Linked DNA regions of Bombyx mori: all the other regions are linked to region 3. A link is a contact called in public Hi-C data. All regions are on one chromosome and are shown on one strand. Each heading gives the region's core, a stretch centred on a gene start, on an enhancer-like site or on the middle of the called end of the contact. The rest is flanking DNA. Distances are from core to core; before and after follow the strand shown. Region 1 overlaps LOC101739051. Region 2 has its middle 7.9 kb from the start of LOC134201098. Region 3 overlaps LOC101738909.

The links. A called contact is a pair of places that touch in the nucleus more often than the background predicts.
Region 1: a Hi-C map of midgut shows a contact between it and region 3, with 2.5 times the contacts expected there. The contact joins two enhancer-like sites. A contact is called at or near these places in 4 of 7 Hi-C or Micro-C datasets (middle silk gland, midgut, posterior silk gland and 1 more).
Region 2: a contact with region 3 is called in a Hi-C map of posterior silk gland, with 4 times the contacts expected there. The contact joins two enhancer-like sites. A contact is called at or near these places in 2 of 7 Hi-C or Micro-C datasets (posterior silk gland and whole pupa).

What each region holds. Positions count from the first base shown.
Region 1 is chr23:11,710,626-11,713,595 of ASM3026992v2, forward strand. All of the region lies in intron 1 of LOC101739051, which reads right to left. Among protein-coding and RNA genes, the nearest start is that of LOC101739051, 12 kb to the right of the region's middle. Within about 2 kb of position 1,311, at least 7 of the 8 cell types and tissues checked have open chromatin away from gene starts, as enhancers often do.
Region 2 is chr23:11,742,408-11,745,175 of ASM3026992v2, forward strand. No RefSeq gene overlaps it. Among protein-coding and RNA genes, the nearest start is that of LOC134201098, 7.9 kb to the left of the region's middle. Within about 2 kb of position 1,449, at least 8 of the 8 cell types and tissues checked have open chromatin away from gene starts, as enhancers often do.
Region 3 is chr23:11,511,478-11,514,353 of ASM3026992v2, forward strand. It overlaps LOC101738909, which reads right to left. Exons shown (of 3, transcript XM_012695866.4): 3 at 2,178-2,876. Among protein-coding and RNA genes, the nearest start is that of LOC101738769, 5.4 kb to the left of the region's middle. Within about 2 kb of position 1,399, at least 5 of the 8 cell types and tissues checked have open chromatin away from gene starts, as enhancers often do.

The sequences.
Region 1 (2,970 bases), core at 61-2,560, 200 kb after region 3:
GTTCTACCACCAGTAATTATACAAATTATAATTTTACGGGTTTGATTTTTATTATACGGTGTTATTCCTATACCGTGGAAGTCAATAGTGAAGATAACTTGAGTATGTAGTTCATTAGAATAATTGGTACCTGCCTGCGGTATAAAATTGGTACATAAAAAAACCTAATATAGAAAAATAAAAAAATATGTATATATGTGCATAATTATAACATAATCTGTAATATCCACCTACGTTGTATTTTTCGAGTTTCGTGCGTTTCGGAAACCATTCGATCGAGGGTGGACAGTGAAACCTACACCACATCAACAGAAATACAAAAAAAATTCTAAGAATAGGAAACTACGTCACAGCTCAGACATGTAAACCTTTAGGAAATTTTCTATCCTGACTCCCAAGAAGGAATCATCGAGTAATTTTCTGACGGCAAAACACTGACTGAGAAACCTGCTATTGTATTATTCCATTACGTTCTAAATGCAAATTTAATTCTTTATAGTGAATGGATTTGTGAGTCATTCATTTTCACCGCTCCGTGAATGGAAAAGAACGACATTTTTTTTCCATTTGTGTTAAATTTTTTAATTAAATTTTCCGCGCTCGTGTCTCTGAAGTTAGGCAAGATATATCTATAAGTTTTCAGTATCGTTGGCCCAAACTTCGCATCGTGAATCTATTTCGCCATGAAGTTGAATTAAAAGAAATTGGGCATTTTTGAACTTATATCTTATTGGAACCGTACTTACTTTGTTCAGAAAATAGAAGAAATACAACACGCAACCACTGCATAAGTAGTATGGAACATTAATTATCTCACTACTATAAGGATGGTACTTCATATGTGTATTAACTTTTATCCTCATGTTGGTAAGTCAATGACCCATTATAATGACGAGGAAATTGTAATTAGCTGTGTCTATTTTTGTTCAAGGTCAACGTTAATTATTGTTTTTTTGTTTCGTTTTCGGACTTGAATAAGTATACAGAGATTGTCTTTATAAACAATAAAGACACATTAACGTTCTATATTGACTAAAACGACAATGTGAACACGGGCCATAAACCACCGACATTGAAATTTTCAAACGTTCTGTTCACACACAAAAAAAAAAAACAAGCAACGAAAATGTTTTATTTTTCTTTAAAAAAAAAAAAAAAAGCTGTCACGAATAACATAATCATTAACACATAACATAAATAAAAACGTAATTATGTAACATCGGACCGCATAATCGAAACATTATAATAACGTTTCGTTTACCGCATGCGGTGACCTTGATTTCGCGAGCAGCGTGTCGCTATTACGTAAAGCTACGTCACTGACTTATGTCACGGATGGCTACGTCTAGTTTGACGTCACGGCGACACACTCGCGCCGTGCGGGATTTTACCGAATTAAATCGCATTCAATTCTGTGTTTTTTTTGTTGTTTGTTTCCGTGGCGTAGATGCACGAACGAACTAATCGCACATCTGACGTTAAGTGATTACCGTATCTATTGTGTATACAAAAAAAACTCACTGATTGAGACAGAATTATTCAGTACGGAATTTCATGGACGTAAACAAACGCGAAAAAATTTGTTAGTTCTCAGAGAAATTTAAGGTAGCTAAAACGATGATTTAATTATTTCATGGTCTTTCCCATTTTTGTTAATAAGTATCAATATTAAGTAGCGTTTTATTTGTTCATAAATCAAGATAAAATAGGTAAAAGGCTGCTTGAAAAATTAGATATTTTTAATATATTTCTTAAAATTTGAATTAGTAAGAATATATATTGAAACTCATCACACGATACGTATTTCAAATACGTCGTATTACACAGTAACATTTATAAAATTTAACTCACTTTACCACTGATTCCTCATTTTCCGTCGTTTTATTTTTTTGTTCTCAATGTACGCTGCGACTAGAAGTTCATAAACTGGTGTGCCAACCTCATGCTTAATGTTGCAAAATGATCATTGTCAAGTTGGTCATTCATTTACGTGCCGAATCAAACTATGACATGGTGACAATTTCTATCTACATCTCCTTATGAAGCAAATTATTCTTTAATATTTTAGTGTCTCATTTACTCGCTTAATAAATGTCAGATACATTATGCACACCATGAAATATAGCATTTAATAAAAAACTAAAAATAAATCGTAATAAACTTAAAAATTAAGATCTCAAATTAAATGCTTCCATTACAGCGCCATCTATAGTCGAGTAGCTTAACTATTTGAAAGATTGTAAAATTCTTAGCAACCGTGCTGTCTAGCGCCATCTATACGTAATTATTTCAGCTCAATGTGTTTAGTCCCGTTAGTTTTCTGTTTTTAAATTTGAAAAATATTTATTAACAGCAAGACTTTCTTCCTGCCTAATGCTAATAGCCTTTAGAGGCTATTTCAGTTTCACTTTAACCTGTAGGTGACCTCACGGGGCTCAAATCCGAAGTGTTGCTAACACTGGCAGCAGGAGCAGTGCTTCGCAGAACCTACTACCGAATCGGAAACGCGACCCACTGAGAAGATCCAGCGAGAAACTCTGGGCTCTGTCTATAGGTTAAGCTAATAAATCACAACAGAATTAAGTAAACTATAACTTTCCGTCTGGTTCAAGCGTAGTTTGTTACAATTATTATTTTATTATTATTATCATACCTTTTCTTAGGTTTTTGCAAGTCGCGGAAAAAAATTCAAATGTCAACGTATAACACCTTAGTCTACTGGTAAAACGTCTTGTGAGTTTCCACGGGTAGGTACCACCACCCTGTATATTTCTGCCGCGAAGCGGTAATGCGTTTCGGTTTGAAGTGCGTGGCAGCCTTAGAACCCTAGAACTCATATCTCAAGGTGGGGGGGCGTTTGTAGATGTCTATGCGCTCCGGTAACCACTTAACACCAGGTGGGCCGTGAGCTCGTTCACCCATCAAAGCAATAAAAAAAGTTGTCCGTGACCACGAAAATCTGTAAAGTAT
Region 2 (2,768 bases), core at 199-2,698, 230 kb after region 3:
GTTGGGGGAACGACTACTTCAAAGGTGAGGTCGTCTATAAACGCGTCGAGACGCCTACCGTTAACGTTTGTACGATGGCAGCTCCACCTAGTGTGGTGGCAATTTAAATCGCCTGCCAGAATGACAGAGTCTCCCATGACGAACAGTGACTCGATGTCACTGCTCAGGAGGGGCTTGTCCGGGGGGAGATAAACGGATGCGATGACGATCGGCTGGTGTCCCGTCAGCGAGATACGGCACACTGACGCCTCGATATGTAAGAGCGAGGGAGTATCGAGAGGGACAACGTGCAAGGCCCGCCTATAGTTAGATCAATAAAGAAAACATTACACACACTACATACCATGTATTTGACGCACACACGCATGCATATATATACTATTTATTGTCAAACTTTTGTTCTTGACGTCTGTTGTCAAATTGAGAATAGAATATGGTTTGTCTTTGTTAATATTTTTTATAGTGTAGTCTTGGCGAAATTTGTGATTATAGAAGTATAAAATAAAATCATAATAGTGTACAAACTTACAATTCCAATAAATTATAGTCGAATTTCGACTACTGCGGGACCTCTAGTTATTGTTATATTGTAATTGGAATGATGGCAACTTGTATACAAATATGCAAATTCGAATTAAGCGAGATTTAATCTTTAAGAAGTTTTTTTTACAGTATTAGGTACCTACATACGTCGTTTACTTAATTATTGTATCATTATTAAATTCCTGCCAAACAAAAAGTGTAGACGGTAAAACTAATACAGACACCACATATTTATCTTTATTATAAATAAATATTATTACATGAACACAAGAGTTAACAGCTCACGTAATTTGAAGCTGTTAATGAAGTCCATAGATGAGTTGACTATTATCAAAGCCGGCAATGTGACTTGGACAATTATGGGTAAATCAGAAAAACGAATTATTGACTTTGTATTCCATTGGCAGTCACAAAACTCTTCTGACCGACATCTTAGATAAATAACAGGTTAAGTTAATACTTTATTTAATGCAGGTTTTGAACCGTATTCTTTGAAGGAGACGATTATATTCAAATCAATCTGTATCGCCATATCAATAACATTTTTTTGTCCAAATACACAGATTGCCACCTTTGATAATAGACGACTCAGATAAAACAAACTGAATGCTGCTATAGGTTTGGCACGACATCTAGTGCCAAATAGCAAAACTAAATATAATTTTATAATAATATAATGATAATGTTTTGATAAATATATTTAGAATTTTTGAAATTAACAATTATAAATATGATAAAAAAACTTTGATCGACATCATTCGTTTTTTTAATAAATAAAAAAAAAAAAACTAAAATAAAAACTAATCAAACTAAAACAGTAAAAGCGTCATCTACACAATATACATAAAACTATTTGGAACTCCGAACCGTTCGAGTTGCCAGTTCACTACCCTGCAATATAGATGGCGCTGAATCTAAGTTATTCGGTATAAGCGCTGAATGTGTCGTATGAATACTATGTATGTATTTTTTTATAATCGTCCTCGTCGAACTCGTCGATAACGACGAAGTATTTATTCTCTGAGCGAACTAACCTATAGATAAAGTCCACTGAGTTACTGAGCGGATCGTCTCAGTGAGTCGCAATTCCGATTTAGTGATAGATTTTGGGCACTACCTTTGCTAGGGTCAGTGTTAGCAAATTCTTTCTGGTTGCGTCCCATCATTCCACCCATCAGCCACAGCGGAGGTAGCGCCTTAAGCTACCAGCAAATGAGTAGAAAAATGTATTTTTTTTAAATAATTTTATAACTATACGTGTTGGCAGTGAAAAAAATCAGGCGGGTAATGATAGCTCATTACTTTTTTTTTTGTTTTTTTGTTTTAAGGATTACTGGTGGCCCGGAGGCCTTTCCAGTTTCACCAGGACAGGTGGGCGAGCAAAGGCTCAGCCAGGAGGGGTGGGATTTGCTAACAGCTGCCCGAGCGCCTCCGAAGGAGACCTAACAACTCAAGAGTAGCTGCTTCGCGAATGAATCTACTACCGGATCGGAATCGCGACCCGCTGAGAAGATCCGGCGAGAAACTCAGCGAGCTGATTCATGGGTTAGGTTGCACGGCGAACTCTTTGTCGAGTTCGACGAGTACGGTTACCGAGGTCCCTAAGCCTGCTCCTAGAGCTGAAGGCGTCTAGTGCAAAGGTTATTGGATCTGATGGATCCGTAAGGACGTGTCTAGGGCGTCGACGGTGACTGGCTCCTGCATGATCAGGATTCGGGGAGTAGTCAGCGGCGGCTACGATAAGGCGATTATCATGACGCATAGCCTTATCGAAGTACCGTTCCGACGCTGACTTCATGTATTTCTGTATAGATTCGAGGCCCAGGTCGTCGTGTAGGTCAACGTTCCTCACGAACCACGGAGCTCCGACGGCTAACCTGCAAAAGCGGGATTGTAGAGATTGAAGGGTGTCTATGTGTGTGCGGGCCGCGTGAGCGAACACCACACTCGCGTAAGTCATGACGGGCCTTATGCAAGTTTTGTAAAGTGTCACCTTGTTCCGAAGGAACATTTTACTCCGCTTACAGATCATGGGGTAGAGTCTACCGAGAATAAACGCGGCACGGTCACGGACTGATTTTATATGCGGGCGGAATGTCATCGATGCATCCAGGGTAACGCCCAGGTACTTGACCTTCCTGGCCCAGGGTATGGATTGACTAAAGAGAGTAATCGGGGGTGTGAGATTCCTCCTCCTAATACGGGAGGAAATCCGTGTGGAGCTT
Region 3 (2,876 bases), core at 149-2,648:
ACGAGTATAGGTAGCCTATGTGCTTTTTTTTCTTTTTTTCCTACCTATGCTGAGAGGCTTGCTTGAGAGGCTATTTCAGCTTCTCCTTGATGTGTAGGTGAGCTCACGAGGCTCAAACTGGGAGTGTTGCTAACACGAACCCTAGCAAGAGTCGTGCTTCGCAGAATCTACCACCGGATCGGAAACGCGACCCACTGAGAAGATCCGAGGAGAAACTCAAGTGGGCTGTGTCTGTATGTTAATTTACTCGCCGTGCCCTTCGTCGCAAGCGACGGGTTGGACGAGAACGATGACCGGTAAAGCCATTCGCGTTTCACGCAGTACAACTTTGAAACTTTGATCCTATGGCTCATGGTGGGTTGCGGCTTACACCTTATGTTTACGGGCACTGGTTACTACTTGGCCCCGGTCAAGAGGACCACAGAGGTAATATTTGACACCAGAAACTCAGTTATATCTACTCAGTTCAAAATGCTGTTCGCGCGTAGCTGGGATTTAACCCTTAGGCTATCAGTTAATAGGCAGGAAAAAAATTAGCTCCGTTGTTTTTGGGAACTCAACCATTTTTTTTATTGTCTTTGCAGATGAAGGAGTATACGGTCCACATAATGGTAAAGTTGTTACAGTCGCTCATGGATGTCCTCAACGGCTCTGGGCCAAGTAGCAACCGCCGACTCTGAATGTGGCTTGCGCTTAAAAAATAAAAAGAAGCAAATATAAATTGCTATTCTTTTGGTTGCTGTAGTTTTTGGAACGAAGTTCCTTACGGCAGGCTTGGGGGATATATGGATTTAGCTGCGCGACCGAACTGAAAAAAATGTGATAGTAAAACCGTAAGAAAAAGTCCGTGGAATAAAACCGTTAAATGAGACGTGCGCAGGCGCGACAGTCGTATACACAAGCGAGTCTTTCTCCTTCTTTCTTTTCGTTCTCTCATCCCTTCTCTCTCTATTTTGTAATTATTTCTATTTCTATGTAATTTTATGTTGTCAAACAAAAATAAACAGACATATTTTGTTATTTTAATTGATAATTTGAATTATGATTTTATTTTATTTTACGTAATTTCTTATTTCCTAAAATACTGATTTTCCTAAATACTTTCCTGTACTTAAATAAAAACTAATCAGCAAAATTTAAGAGAAAAATCAAGAAAACCTACATAAAATTAAGCACGATTTTTTTTTGCAAATTGTGTCGATTTTACATTAGCCGAAGGAACTTCGTTCCTACCTGGTGTCCCACGACATCACATCTTTTTTTTTTTAAATAGCTATTTAGGCCAGTTTGGAAACGCTATCATGTTGTGTAGCGAAAAGGGCGACGAAAAACCTTTTTAAACTAATGTCTTGTATTAACGTAGTGACGGTAACGTACTCTATCGTTAGAAAGTAAGTTCCGTTTAAAGAAAAATACAGCGCCATCTATGTAAAAGGTACTTAACTAAAACCAAAAGATTTTATCATCCCGAAAATGAAATTGTACATGAAGCGACATCTATTGTCCAATAGCAAAGCTGATTTCGATTTGAATGTTTCGGTTTACTACACAGATGGCGCTCCAATCACAGATTTGAAGCTTAAACCAACTGTTTTTATAATCCAATTCTAAGCTCTTGCGAGACCGTGAAACTAAAGTGATCATAATTCGATTTCGTTTGATGGATGACTGTAAAAATAGACAATTGTGTAAACAAAACCGATAAGTTCCATACGGCGTTTGTTTACATGACATTGTAGAAAAGTGGAGAAGTAACACAATTTTCGGCGGACCTGCCTACTGTTATTTTTCAATACATTGTTGTTTCAACCTTTACTGTTATTTCAGATGATTCGAAGGTTGAACATTGTTTTAAGAGTATTGATCGCGCTTAGTGACTGAAACGCATTGATTTCAATAAATTGGATAAAGGTAGGTTTTTATTGAATGTTCATTTCTGAGAAGTTGAGTTTGTACAGAAAAAATGAATTTTAACCAATTATATAGTGTTCGTCAGCATACAGGATCGCTCTACCAATCATCAACGTGAATAATGTGAATTTCAAAGATGTTCGCAACAAACAATATTTTATGTAACTTTTTGAAAATGATACATTCACATTCAGGCTAATTTTATTGTACCCACTTAGAAGATTAAATCTGGGAGTTTTATAATAGGGAAAGAAAAATACGCAAAATACCATCATTATTGAATCAATTTTATTCTTTCATTTTGATTAAATACAGTTCGGTTGTATCAAAAATTTTCATTACAAAAATTATGAATACTTTTTAATTAAAAAAAATTAAACATATACATATATACGTATATATTTAATATTCACATTACGGTATCAGTTCATTCATTTAAATCTATCGGCACATTATAAACACGCTTATAAATTAACAATTACATACATAAATAAGATTAACACGTAAGTACTAAAAGTCTTTCTTGGCTAAAATTGTGGCACCAACAGTGCCAACTAATAATACTATGAGATTAAAAACTAAAAAGTTGAAAGCGATTAATACGAAAGTTAATCGATCCGCATAGAAAATAAATCAGTTTCAAACACTGTCAAGAGTAGAAAGAATTCAAAAAAATAATAAAAATAATATATCCATAAATTAATAACGAAAGTCAAAGTCACGAATAAATTAAGATTAACAAAAAGCTACTATGTAGACAATATAGTCAAAAGAATAGTTAAGTACAAAGGAACTGAACAGGAAGGCTTAAAACTATAAAAAAAAAAAACAATAAATTAATCAATCACTATCTACAGAATACTAAATATCACAGAGAAAGTACCCAATACTTAATCAACAAAACGTTGTTTCGTCAAGCACTTGAAACAATCACTCGCGCGTAGAGAGCATACGTATAACAGTAA